Linked DNA regions of Bombyx mori: region 2 is linked to region 1. A link is a contact called in public Hi-C data. All regions are on one chromosome and are shown on one strand. The core of a region is the stretch at or near the end of the contact, and the rest is flanking DNA. Distances in the headings are between cores, read along the strand shown. Region 1 holds the start of LOC101745429 (methylenetetrahydrofolate reductase (NADPH)). Region 2 holds the start of LOC101746009 (mitochondrial tRNA-specific 2-thiouridylase 1).

Region 1 (6,936 bases), core at 1,208-3,707:
TTTTTGGAACGCCATATTGATCTTTTTACACTATACTTTAACTGGTGAGTTTTTTTGTGATAAAAATTTGTTTTAAATATCTAAATAACATATATACTATTAACTTTAAGGTACAGAAAATGTCATCAGAAAGAAAGAAAATAACCGACTTAATAAACATTCCCGGTTTCACTTTCTCTTTCGAGTTAACTCCGAATATATGTGAAGATGAAATCAATGCTTTGGAGATGAGCCCTGTGTTTTTCTCCGTAACATGGCACGCGAAGGCTCACCAATGTAAAAATCTGGAAATCGATCCACTTCAAACTGTGCGTCTTCTCAAGAGTAAAGGAAAAAATGTTTTATTGCATTTAACATGTGATATGCTCAGAATGAGCTATTTGGACCAACTCTTGATATTTTTAAAAGAACAAGACATTTGTAATTTGTTCGTTATATTAGGAGGTATGTTATATTTTTAATCATTGTTTTCAAATTTACGGAATTTTAATTATCTGTATTAGATTTTTTTTCAAAAAGGCGAAAAACAATAAAATTTGTTGATTAGGTGCGGAAACACAAGATTTCAATAAAGAAGAAAATCATCTTTTTTTAAATTGGATATCTATGTTTGTGTTACAGACAATTACAACCCTGACACATCTGACTTCAAAAGCACTACAGAACTTATTAAGTACATTCGAGAGAAAACAGGGGATTACTTCTGCATAGGCATAGCTGGTTTTCCAGATTGTTCAGATGAAAAATTATTGCAATTGAAGCAAAAATTGGAAAATGGTGCTGACTTTATCGTTACTCAAGCGTTTTTCGAACCTGAAGTTCTAAAGAAATTCATCGAACAATGTGAAAATTGCGGTATTAAAGCTCCTATATTACCAGGAGTGTTTCTATTCGAAAACTATGATCAATTAGCAAAATTTCTAAATATGTGCAAAGGAAAAGTTTCTGATAATTTCGTTAATATTATAAAGAGTAAAGAGCAATCAGGGGCTCCCTGCAGTGAAGTAATCAAGAAAATGGTTCAAGATTTAAAAGAACAAATTAATATAAATCATTTCCATTTTTTTACTATGAACAAGATGCAAAGTGTTTGTAATTTGATTAAGCAATTAGGATGATCAATAATGTACAGTAGTCAGTAATTTTAATTTTTGTCGATTGTAATATATACAAAAACATATTATACTTATTCGTTATTGTTTTAGCATGTCCGTACTGTGCGAACCATCAATCTAACAGAATGATTACGAAGGTCGATGACTCCGACTGTCAGCAGTGTCAGCTGATAGGCCCTCCTTTTGCACGGGTTTAACAGAGCACCGCTGAATATCAGTAATTCGTTTCAGTTTGAAGAGTGGGGCAGCCTTATTGATATTTAACGACTTGTCGTTGCCGAGTGTTGTGGCATCGATGCTCGGCGGCGACGAGTTGTGGAAGGCGATGCTCGACTTCTGCGAGTGCACCATCTCGTAGGAGGCGACAGGGGGCGTGACAGACGCACAAGCCCGCCGCCGTCGAGCGGGGGCCAGGGATCTGACAAAAAAAACCTTATAGATATGTACACAGGCCGTTGGCTTGTTCACTCGGGTTTTATAAGGGTGTCCTGAAACTCAAAGTCACGGGTACAGGGTGACGAGTTAAGTGGTACCTACTAGTTCAGGGAAAAATAAAAACCAAAATCCATTTCACCCAGCTAAGTGATAATAAGTAAGTTTATGAAAATTTAGATAATCAACATCTTATATTTAGAAGGTGTGATCGTAAATTTCATAACTTTTCAGAGATTTCTTTAAAATGAAATCCATAAAAACTATGCTATTGAATGCAGCAACAAACCCATTAATTAGCAGTGTGAATTTAGTATAGAAATTAAAAAGTTTTATTAAGTCATGGTTAAAGCGTTTTAAGCGTTAGCTTTGAAACCGTAATTATAAAAAAAGTAATGTACTACCCCAGGAAAGATAGATAAAAAATAGCTCATTTTATTAAGATTTTCAAATCACGTTGGGGTCACCAATGAGGGAATCTAAATAGAGTCCCTTTATTTCGCCGTAAAATCCTGTTTTATGTAATTAACACCACAGTTGAAACAATAGAAATTTTATTGTTGTAACGGTATAAACAATTCAAGTTATTATATAATATTATATTAGTTACATAATAAACACATTATGTATAAATTAATTTACGTTTTAAATTTTTTTGGCGGTAAGAAGGTCCCGTGTCACAGCCTATCTTCTCTTTCCCTGACTTTCCCACCTCTCGTGCGTTCCGGCTTACGCATCATAAAAAGGTGCGTTCTTAAACGCCACAAATGGTACAATTGCTGCTTCTGTATCTATAAATGAAAATATCAAGATTATCAAGATGACTAGGGGCATTAAAAACTCGACAAAAATTTTTTATAATAAAACAGTTAAAATATTGTAATATGTTTATTTTTCCTAAAATAACTTAAGTGTTCAAATTGTTTGTCTTCGGCACGACTACACGCTCTGCATTGCCTCAGAAAAAATATTTTGATCAATCGTATGTAACTACTTGCGTTTATTTTTTTTACTGCAGCAATTTTACAGCGTAGTTCAGCTAGGCTTTATATTGGCTTCATGTACACTTTTATAAAACGTATCGGGATCGACGTCTAACCAGTCTCAGTGTAATTAGCTTCCCTTATGTTACTTCGCTCTCACAGTAAACACATAAACCGTTTAAGTCATAGGTTTAAGTGACCGAAATATGCAGTCAACAAACACAATTTTAGCACTTTTAAAGGTGTAGGAAATAAGAAACAAGGCTGTTTTGATGTTCAGAAGTTCAAACTACATTGACGTCAAATTGGCATTTGACATTACTAGACTGTGTCAAGTTGACAACGGTTTTAAGTTTTTAGGTTATTCTTTAAATCCGAATTCTGACATCTAATATCTATACTATCACTAAAGTGAGAATATTTACTTATTTATTCGTTTAAACATATAAAACATTTAAATAAATATTTGGGAATATACGAAACCTATCGCTAGCTTTGTCTAAGTAAGTTAAAATAAAGGATTCTGTTATGTTAAGCATAACCATATAAGTTACACAAATTTACTCTCTTTTAGGTTTTGATTTCAATTTACGTAGATAAGGATGTCCTTTCCTGATAAAGAGCAAAGAAAAAAGTGCTGGGACGCCAGAGATAAATACTGGGAGTGCTTAGACTCTCAGAATATCAAGGACAGTTCACAGAAACCATTAGCTTGTACGAACTTTAGGAAAATATTTGAAAAGTCCTGCCCTACCCAATGGGTTACGCATTTTGATAGAAAACGAGATTTCAATGTATTTAAAGAAAAAATGCAAAAAGAGGGTTATGAACCCATAAAAGATTCACAATGAATATGTTTAAAAAATATGTTTTTGTTGTATATTTTTAGTTTAAGTAGTAAATTATTATAGATTTGAAATTGCAGTTTTATTGTCCAAACCATTTAATAGAATACGTTTTTTAAACTGGACATTCTATAAACATAGGTTAGTATAGTAAGATAATACACAAATTATTGTTTATGAATCAATTTATTTTAAATGGGTTTTTTATTATTAATTTCAGACTTAAAAACTAGAATGGATGAAATTCTCGAGATCTTGTTGTGTGCAAATGAAACCAAACAAGAAATAAAAGTGGAAATTTTACAGGTATTAAAAATATAACAAGTTAAATTGTTGGAATATTACAAAAGTAATGAGGCAGAGTAAATATGAAATCATACTTTGTGGTTTGTTTTTTTTTTTTTTTTTTTTTTTTTTTTTTTTTTTTTTTTTTATTGCCCTTGTAGGCAGACGAGCATACGGCCCACCTGATGGTGAGTGGTTACCGTCGCCCATGGACTTCAGCAATGCAATTGTTTGTTTGTGTTTCATAAATTCATAAGTCGTTATTGGCATTTTAGTGAAGATTTTCATAAAGAACACATACAGTACACAGTTTGTATGAGAGTAGTTCAAACAAATAATCATAAAATATTACAGATACTCAAATATATTTTTATAAAATTATATTTCATGTACATAATAATTAATTTCAGAAAATTTTACTGATGGCAAAAGAGTGTGATTCAGGGAAGCATTGTAAATCATGGAATAATATAGCAAACTTATTGTGGAATTCCTTGCAAAAAAAATTTAGCAAAATTGATGATCAATTATTATGTTCCATATGCTTTTATACAATTGCTTCTTACACTGATGATTGTGATAGGTATATCAATGGGATACAAAAAATTCTTGAATTTGAGATTGAAAATTTAAAACCTGGCAATTTGAAAATTTCACAATGCAACATTGCATTAATGTATGGTTTATTCCAATCAAATTTTCTTACTTCTCAGTGTGCAGGAGATATAATTAATTTTACTAGAGTTTTGCAATTAACCTTTGATTTACTAATTATAATGGGATATGAATACACGCAATTCACTTTTCTTGCCTTTAAAATAATGAAATCATTTAAAAAAGTATGTAATACTAAATGGCAAACAACAATTTTTAAGAGAGACAATCAAATTAAATTAATGAATGTTATCAATCATAACTGGGAAAACCCCATTACTGGAGTACGAGATCTACTTAAGAGTATTTTTAATACTCTATTAACTACTCTTGATGATGTATTGTACCTTTTAACACTAAAAGAAATTAATCAATTTTATTGGAATAAGGCCAAGTATTTAATGCTCTGTGAAGTAATTCATGTAGACTGCAAAAACATTTTAGTATTAATGTCTGAAAATGATTGGGCTCAGGGCCTTTTTAGCAGCCTCAATATTCCCAGCTTGGTGTCTGCTGGAGCTGATATGTATTTTGCAATTTTGAAAAGAATAAAATGTGTCGCCGAATGGTGCAACATTTTTCTAAACTCCACCATTAGCCTTTTTCAAGAAGGAACAGAGAAATCTATTCAAAACTTCAGTAACTATTGGTGTCTAACAACTTTAAAAAGATTTCCATCTTTACTGGGAGTATTCATAGAAAAGATAATGAAAAACAACTTTAAACAAGAACCATATGCTTTGATGTGTATCATAAAACAAGGTAATAAACTTGGAATTTTTGAAAAAGATTGGAATTTGTACAGCGGCTCAAATAATATCATGAATACGGTAGAGATGGCTTTGGAACACAAAATTGCTCCGCTGCGTATAGACGCTTTCGATATTGTTTGTGTTTCACATAGTAAATCACTGCCCATACAAAGGGAATACACACATGTTCTGGAGTACTTAAAGAACAATATGAACTCAGACTGCACTGTACTGAGATTAAATATGATGCGAAGTTTAAAATCATTTTTAAACCAACTACACGTTTCCTATTTAAACTATATGAAAACCTACAAAAATTGTGATGTAATAGATCTCATTTGCTTTTGTAAAAGCTTGCAAGAAATAGTATTTGAATCTTTAGAGTTGAATGGCAATTATCAAAGGAAAATAACAGCAGTTAAACTGACTTATTTGATTATGGAGTGCTTCAATGAAGTTCCTAGAAAGAAGAAAAAACAGATAAGACAGACTAACACATCTCTACTGCATTATCTAAAAACAGAGAATCAATGGTTTTTGGGTGGAGAAAAAATGACTGAGATATTAATTAAGCTTTTGAAGGATCCTTCAGATGATGTAAGAGAAAATGTAGTTCAATTATTACTGAAATACTACTTAAATGAAATACAAAATGCGAATTTCCTAAACAATTTGGCGACAGAAGCTCTTTCTTGCATTAGAAGTAAATTCTTCTTTGTAAGTAATTGTGGTCAAAGTATGTTGAAATTACTCAGTAATTTATTATTAATACCCAGAAACATTGAAACAAAGTATCAAAGCATTGAAGAAATTTTCAACTATGCTTATAATGAGTTACTATCTGAATACAAAAAGGATATAATGACTTCAATTGAAAACGAGACACAATTATATTCATTCATAAATATTTTGATAGTAGTGCTAGAAGTTTGTATTGACAACTCATTTAACATACGATTATCAACTGATACAATTCATGAGTTAATTCGTGTTTTGCAATATACTACCAATCAATTCACTTGGGAGCAAGATAATTGTACTAGTTCAGATTTTGCAAAAATGAGCGAAGTGGTTGAGGGAATGATAGCTCAATCTGAAAATTCAGCTTATAATGAAAACGATGAAGTAAAAATTTCAGGCATACATCAAATTGTTTTGAATTGCCTTTGGTTAAACGTTAAGGTAAGTTTTTAATTAAATAAGGTTATTATTGTTATTATACATTTCGTTACAGGAGCAGTTTACTACTCAAACCATAGTCTGTATGAACGAAAATTTGGTGAGAGACCTATATCCCAGGCCTAGTAGGGTAATTGAAAACAAGTTTGTATATTAGCTGTGAAACATAACATATTAGAACTGTGAAGAAGATTTATCCAGGATCAATACTTTTTTGCCGCTTTTTCAATGAGTAGCCCTAGATACTCCTTAAAGGAACATTGATTCACGGAGACTCCTTCGAGATTGACACGGTTCGAGCGGTATCATTGATTTAACGAGCAACTGTAGCTCCCACTCAAGTGGGATTAGGTGGGCTGCAGCACACTCATCTAGGTACCTACCTACTTTAGTTAGCAACAAAAAACCATGAACATGCGTATACTATAATATAAACCCCCTTTACATAATTTGTACATATTTGTAGTGGGACATTATAAATCTATATTGATGTGATATTGGTTTAGACTATCTCTAATTTTACCGCAGAGTAACTTTGCGGTCTGTGTGTTTAGTGCGAGTTTTTTAACGTTATCGATAGCGTAAAAGTTAGCTCATATTTGTGTATGGAATGGGATCGTTTGCCTATGTTTGCCGCTAGGGGCGCTGTTCCAACTGCATACAAAATTGGGCTAACTTTTACGCTATCGAG
Region 2 (6,936 bases), core at 1,593-4,092, 130 kb before region 1:
GGCTTCAGAAGAGGCTTTTCAACACTGGACCACGTATATACACTCGCTAGAAATGCTGATAGAAAAATACCAAGAGTTCAACAGACCACTCTACATTGTCTTTATCGATTACCAAAAAGCATTTGATTCTCTGCTCCACTCATCTATATGGGAAACTCTGCTCTCTCAACAAGTACCACTAGATTACATAAAAGTCCTAAAAAATATTTACGACAACAGCACTAGCAGAGTGAAGCTGGAAACTACAGGGCCACCCATACAAATAAGAAAAGGCGTACGACAGGGAGACCCACTCTCGCCGACCATCTTCATAGCGGTGCTAGAGTCCATCATTGGCAAGTTAAACTGGGAAAGAGTTGGCATAAATATAAATGGATGTTACTTGAGCCATTTGAGATTTGCCGACGACATAGCCCTGCTATCAGAAAGTATTAACCAACTGCAAATAATGATAAACACTCTACATGAAGAAAGTCGTAAAGTAGGCTTGGAGATCAATCTAACAAAAACCAATATCATGACGAACCATATCGAAAGACCGATATATCTTGAAAATTCTTCTTTAGCATATGTCGGTGCTTACATTTATCTGGGTAAGCAAGTTTCATTCAACCAACAAAATAATGAATTGGAAGTGGAGAGAAGGATCAACAACACATGGAAAAAGTTCTGGAGTCTCAAAGAAATACTCAAAAGCGATATGACCATACGGATGAAAACGAAAGTCATGAACACCTGCCTACTACCCTCATTAACATACGCCTGTCAAACATGGAAATTTACCAGAAAAGTAAAAAATAAAATTATATCCTGTCAAAGGAGCATGGAAAGAAGCATCTTGAAAATTAAGAAAATCCAAAGGATCCGCCATACGACTATAAGACAGAAAACAAAAGCCATCGACGCTCTCAGCTATTCACAAAAGCTGGAATGGCGTTGGGCTGGACATGTAGCGAGGCTCAGCGACAACCGCTGGACCGCAAAGACAACATCATGGCGTGGTCCACTAGGACAGAGGAAAAGAGGTAGACCAATTACACGATGGGCAGATGACATCATAAAAGTAGCAGGTGTACAATGGCCGCGAGTGGCAGAGAATAGAGAGTACTGGTCATCTCTGGAGGAGGCCTTCACCTTTCATTGAGAGGGTTCTTGCTAACATAAATAAACCCTGACTAATTTAACCAATTAAATCATTATTTAGTACTTTTCAATGTAAAAATTATTCCAAATGTTATGTATATTATTTCTTAAAATAAGAACACAATTCAATACTTCTTATCACTCATAACATGTACATAATCAAAAAATCATAATCAAGATTAAATTAAAAATTATTTCGTTTTTATTTAAAATATTGGATAATAAATTTAAAAATGTGAATGATTTTGCAGGCATATTAATAGTGTAAATTTTTTTTGGTATGAAAAGCAAGAAATAAAAGGCTTTTTTATTTTTTTATTTTTATTTTATTTTTTATTTATGTCTTCTTAGGTCTAGCTAGACGTTACGTAGTCGAAAAGCGCGCGCAAGTGTGACGCGGTAAAATTCAAATTTTCGTTCGTTCCCAAACCTTGGCTATCATACAAAGTGATTACATTAAATAAATTAAATATTGAAGGTATGACAAAATATATAAATAAAATCATGAATCAAAAAAATATGTTCAATTAGTGGTCCACCTAAGTCCTGAAACCAGCTCGGGGGGGGAGGGGGGTCATGACCCCTATGATCCTCCCCCGCCCTGGATCCGCCGTTGGGTGCATTCGTATCTAGCGATGCAACGGTGCTCGAATCCCGCAGGCGAGTACCAATTTTTCTAATGGTATACGTACTTAACAAATGTTCACGGTTGACTTCCACGGTGAAGGAATAACATCGTGTAGTAAAAATCAAACCCAAAAATTTATTATTTGCATAATTACTGATGGTAGGACCTCTTGTGAGTCCGTTCGGGTAGGTACCACCACCTTGCCTATTTCTGTCGTGAAGCAATAATGCGTTTCGGTTTGAAAGGTAGGGCAGCCGTTGTAACCCTAATACTGAGACCGTAGAACTTATATCTTAAGGTGAGTACGTTGTATGGGCTCCAGTAATCACTCAACACCAGGTGGGCTGTAAGCTCGTCCAGACATCCAAACAATAAAAAAAAATTGTTTCTCCCATATTCCGGCACCCAAATTCATAAAATGAAAAATCAGCGGCTCCCTTTCAGCGGACGCCTTTTTTTACGTCAGGATGGTATTCCTTGCTTCTATCCTCTATATAAAAAAATAGAGTTTTAAATAATAAGTGTAGGTTCTATGTATGGAGGGTAGAACTAGTTCTATGGAGCAGAGAAATTAGTGTATTAAATATCAGGCATTTTGGCGGGAACGTGAGCAGTGAAGTTGTGTGATTTGTTTTATTTTGTCTATTTATATCATATCTCATCTCATTTCAATTCATTTAATTTAATTTCATTTTATGCCATGCCATGCCATGCCATGTTTCATTTTAATCAGCTTCATTTCATTTTATAATATTATATTTCATAAAAAGAAATATATATAAAAGATTAGGCCTGTATGGTGTGATACCTTTGCCTTTCCATTTGGAAAATAAAACTGCTACTACTATCTTATGATATGAGGAAAAAATTATAAAGGACTTGGCTTCGTTTTTCGGACTTCGCTTTCATTAAAATGAAATTTTTATTTCAGGATATAATATAAATCATATAAGAGCTGTCTTTGGCTTTGTTGAAAATTTATTTCAGAAAATATACAGAACAGACAAGGCAGTATGTGCTTAGATCCCCTTGCCTTTCCTAATAAGGAAAATTGTACCAAAAAATATATCTATGATAACAGAAGCGAAGGTTATTGCTCCCTGTTTGATTAGAGAAATTCGAATTTTTGTCGCTTAATAAAAATGTTCCATAAAGTAGCATTGGGAGTTTCTGGAGGAGTTGATAGTGCAGTTGCAGCGCTTTTACTTAAACGAGCTGGTGAGAGAGCTGTCAAGAAATTAAACAAAAATAAACAACAGGCCGAAACTGTTATCAGCATATTTTTTTCAAGGGTATCAGGTGGAAGGCGTATTCATGAGAAACTGGGACAGCAATTACGAAGCGGGTTATTGTTCTGATGAAAACGATTTTGCAGACGCTACGTTTGTCTGTCGTAAGCTAAATATTCCGTTACACCGAGTATATTTCATCAAAGAATACTGGAATGAAGTATTCACTGTGTTACTACAAGAATATCAAACGGGATTCACTCCAAACCCTGACATTCTATGCAACAGATACATAAAATTTGATAGTTTTTATCAACATTGCAGGAACAATTTAGGTATTGATGTGATAGCAACTGGACATTATGCAAACACATCTTTTGGACCCTTTCTGGAGTACTACAATAAGACGGAAGGTTGTTTAACTTTTAAATTTTACAATAATTTGAAGTAAACTATACTTCATTACAATTCTTAATCTTTGCAGATGTTAAATTATTACAACCAAAGGATAAATTCAAAGATCAAACCTTTTTTCTGTCACAAGTAAAACAATACTCCTTAAAAAGATGTATGTTTCCTCTTGCCAATTTATTAAAAACTGAAGTGAGAGAAATTGCTAAAAAGGAAGGTCTTCTAAATGTAGCGAATAAAAAAGATAGCACAGGAATATGCTTCATAGGTAAAAAAAAGTTTCAAGATTTTATTGCAGAAGTAAGTTTAGTTTTTACATAATTTAACAGACTTGAAAATAATTGAAAAAATATATATTTTCCTGTCAAGAGCTGATTTAGAAATGTATATTTTTTTGGCTTTTACTTCTATAGCTTAAGTACGTAGCTGCCTGCTTCTGGCAATCCATGTTTTTAAAAGGGTTATGTCATGGTTCTTGGAAAAGTAATAGAAATAAATCTTAAAAAAGGGTTATGAATTAACTGTAGTTTCTGTATTGATGCACGTTGACTAATCTGGTATGGAGGTAGGTAATAGTAAAAAGGAGAGCAGAAATTTCTATCTCATAATGTTCATGAACATGGATCCAAAACTCATTCAACTTTCAAAATGATTAAATTTTGCAATATAATGTGATGTTTATGTTGTAAAAAATAATTCATTGTTTCTGTTGTTTATATTACAGTACATTGATACAAAAAAAGGACAATTCATAGATATAGATACTGGAAGGATTGTTGGTGTACACGAAGGTTTGCACAAGTGGACAGTAGGTCAAAGATGTTGCCTGCCCAATTGTAGAGATGCATATTTTGTATTGAAGAAAGACTTGGCAACGAATAACATTTATGTGGTTTGTTAATTTTAATACTTACTCGAGTTTAAGAGCAATTCGGATATCTTATAAGCTGTTCCTGAACACATTTTCAAACTTTCATAATTACTTAAATTGAATTGTGACTTTGGTCTGTAGATACTGGAGTATCATATTGTGTCCATCAATCTCTCTCTTTTTGATCTCTTCACTTGTTGTTTATTAAATAAAAATATATTATAAATTACAGGTTGCAGGAACAAAACATTCAGCATTGTGGAACAATATTTGCATCACTATGCCACCTCACTGGATTAGGAGAGAACCTCTTGAATTAACAGAAAATGGGGTGCTTAATTGTTACTTTAGGTTCCAGCATACAAAACCTTTAGCTCCATGCAAAACTGTGAAAAATTCCGAGGGACTTACTATCATCTTAAAAAATAATTTAAGAGCAATTACTGAAGGACAATATGCAGTACTCTATAAAGATGGAGAATGTCTTGGTAGTGCCAAAATGAAAAACATTTGTCACAATTTTGTTTTTTAATAATTAAATGCTTAGCAATTAATGTATGTATTGTATGTACACATTCTAAAACTTATCAGCTGAAAGTTCAGGACTAAATTTGTATTGGATATGTGGAACAAATATTATAATCAAACTGAGACTTTGATGTTATCTTATACGTGAAGTGGTGGCATCTGCATTTAATTGTCTATGGGTTCCAATAACCCTTAACTCTTTTATCCTGGAACACTTAAATGTTGAAATCTTGAAACTTGTGTAGGAAACCTACCAAATTATGTCAAAATAATTGAAACTAAAAATTCCCCTGAAAAGTTAGCAGAAATATAGGGAATACTATGGTGTTGATGGCAACATCCAAGTCTCTCTCTCTATTCGTCAAAACTCACGAGAAAGTGTCGTAGAACAAAACTTAGAATCAGTCCGCTGAGCTTATTGCCGGATTTTCTCTATCCCTTCTATTGTTTCTTCAGGTTTAAATGTGTATTAATGGTGGTTTATAACTGGTTAGTATCTGTGAAAGTGTACAAATGTGGGAAAATGACACAAAGCGGCTGGACGTGGCTACTCGAGATCTCTAACCACGATTTTACGGAGATTATATTTCATCCTATCTCATCTCATTTTTTTTCATGTCAATTTATTTATGTTTCAAATTAATTAACTTCATTTCATTTTGCTTCATATTCTTTTTCATAAAACAGAACATGTAAAAGATTAAGCTGTTTGGTAAGATACTTTTGCCTTTCAAGTTAGAAAAAAGAGAACTACTAGGTAGGTACCATAGAGTTACTATTCTAACTGGAGTGCTTACTTCGTTTGACATAAAAACTAAAAATATACTTTATCTCTATGGCTTAAAGCTTATTTTTAAATAGCAAAAGATGTAAGGAAAAACGGTCTGAAAAGAGAATGATTATTAAGTGGTGGTGTCCCTCTCGCACATTTTACAAACAAAAAGCAATGTTGCTAGCTTAGAGGATTTTCCACAAAATCTCGTAATTTGGACCCCTGTCTTAGTTATCAAAAATGGCTTTTAGTGGTTAGTGGATTTTTTAGTAGCTTGGGCGTTGTTGAAAATTATCGAAAAGGTTAAAATCAATCCACTTTACAGGATTTTAAACATTTTATGACAATAATATATCTAAATATATATTATTTAAACGATGTGACTTAAACTTAACTAGAAAATGTTGCGACAATTTAGAATTTTCATCAACGTCAAAAATTAAATTGGTTCAAAAGAAACGTACAAAGTTATGGTGGAATTAGTTTCTGATGATGATAATTTATTGAAATAAATTATATAAGAAGTATTGATTATATGATATATATTGATTTTTGATAAAACATCATATATTAATAAAACTCATTAACAAAAAAATTTTTGTTCTATAATAATAAAAACTCTGTTTAATGGAAAATTAAATGGTAGGTAGGTAGATTTCTGATGGTTTTCATGTTGAATTTGGTGGGAAGCCAGATTAATTGTTGGCATCACCGAAAAAGAGCTATGAATGGATTAAAAGAAAAATGGCGTCTATTTACGTTTGTAGTTCTAAGTTAAAAGGGCACTGATACAGCTTGTGGCTTGTTTTTTTCGAAAATCGTGAAAGTTTCCGTGTAATCATGGTGGATACTTGTATTGTAAGTGGTTGTAAGCGAGAATCCTCTCCAGTTTGTGGAATATCCTTCCATATGTCAGATTCATTGATAAATTTTTACTAGTGTGAGCATATATTTTTAAAATGTGAGATATTATTTCTTATTATAATATTTAATACCATTTGTCTTGTAAATTGTACTTAATCTATGTCATATACTAAATTTGAAAAAACAATCGTGAAAAACTATAATTTTGCAATGTATTTTTCATATTATAAGAGCCATCACGTGGTATTTTTGGAACTTTTTTATTGTATTGAATAGCGTCGCACGCAAGCATGTATATCATTTGCCTGACGTTAAGCGAACGAGGAGGATCTTCTAGTAAATATGACTGGCATTTCTGGAAAATGTCCTATATAAAGGTCAAACAAGAGGAATCAAGTACTCAAACGCAAGAAATAAAAAATACCCCGAGAAAAGCAAAATTACGACAAGATGTTAAGGTTTTGAAACAAAAACTTAAAAGTCGCGAAAT

What was found. A called contact is a pair of places that touch in the nucleus more often than the background predicts.
Region 2: a contact with region 1 is called in a Hi-C map of whole pupa, with 3 times the contacts expected there. The contact joins the promoter of LOC101746009 here to the promoter of LOC101745429 in region 1. A contact is called at or near these places in 4 of 7 Hi-C or Micro-C datasets (middle silk gland, posterior silk gland and whole pupa).

Annotation. Positions count from the first base shown.
Region 1 is chr18:7,611,354-7,618,289 of ASM3026992v2, reverse strand. LOC101745429 (methylenetetrahydrofolate reductase (NADPH)) reads left to right here and starts at 2,457. Exons shown (of 7, transcript XM_062673676.1): 1 at 2,457-2,941; 2 at 3,596-3,761; 3 at 4,071-6,248. The coding sequence starts at 3,744. LOC101735332 (N-alpha-acetyltransferase 38, NatC auxiliary subunit) reads right to left here. Exons shown (of 3, transcript XM_062673686.1): 3 at 2,085-2,338. The coding sequence ends at 2,277.
Region 2 is chr18:7,740,324-7,747,259 of ASM3026992v2, reverse strand. It overlaps LOC101746009 (mitochondrial tRNA-specific 2-thiouridylase 1), which reads left to right and starts at 2,842. Exons shown (of 5, transcript XM_038017370.2): 1 at 2,842-2,989; 2 at 3,063-3,413; 3 at 3,485-3,711; 4 at 4,136-4,303; 5 at 4,515-4,836. The coding sequence starts at 2,914. The coding sequence ends at 4,814.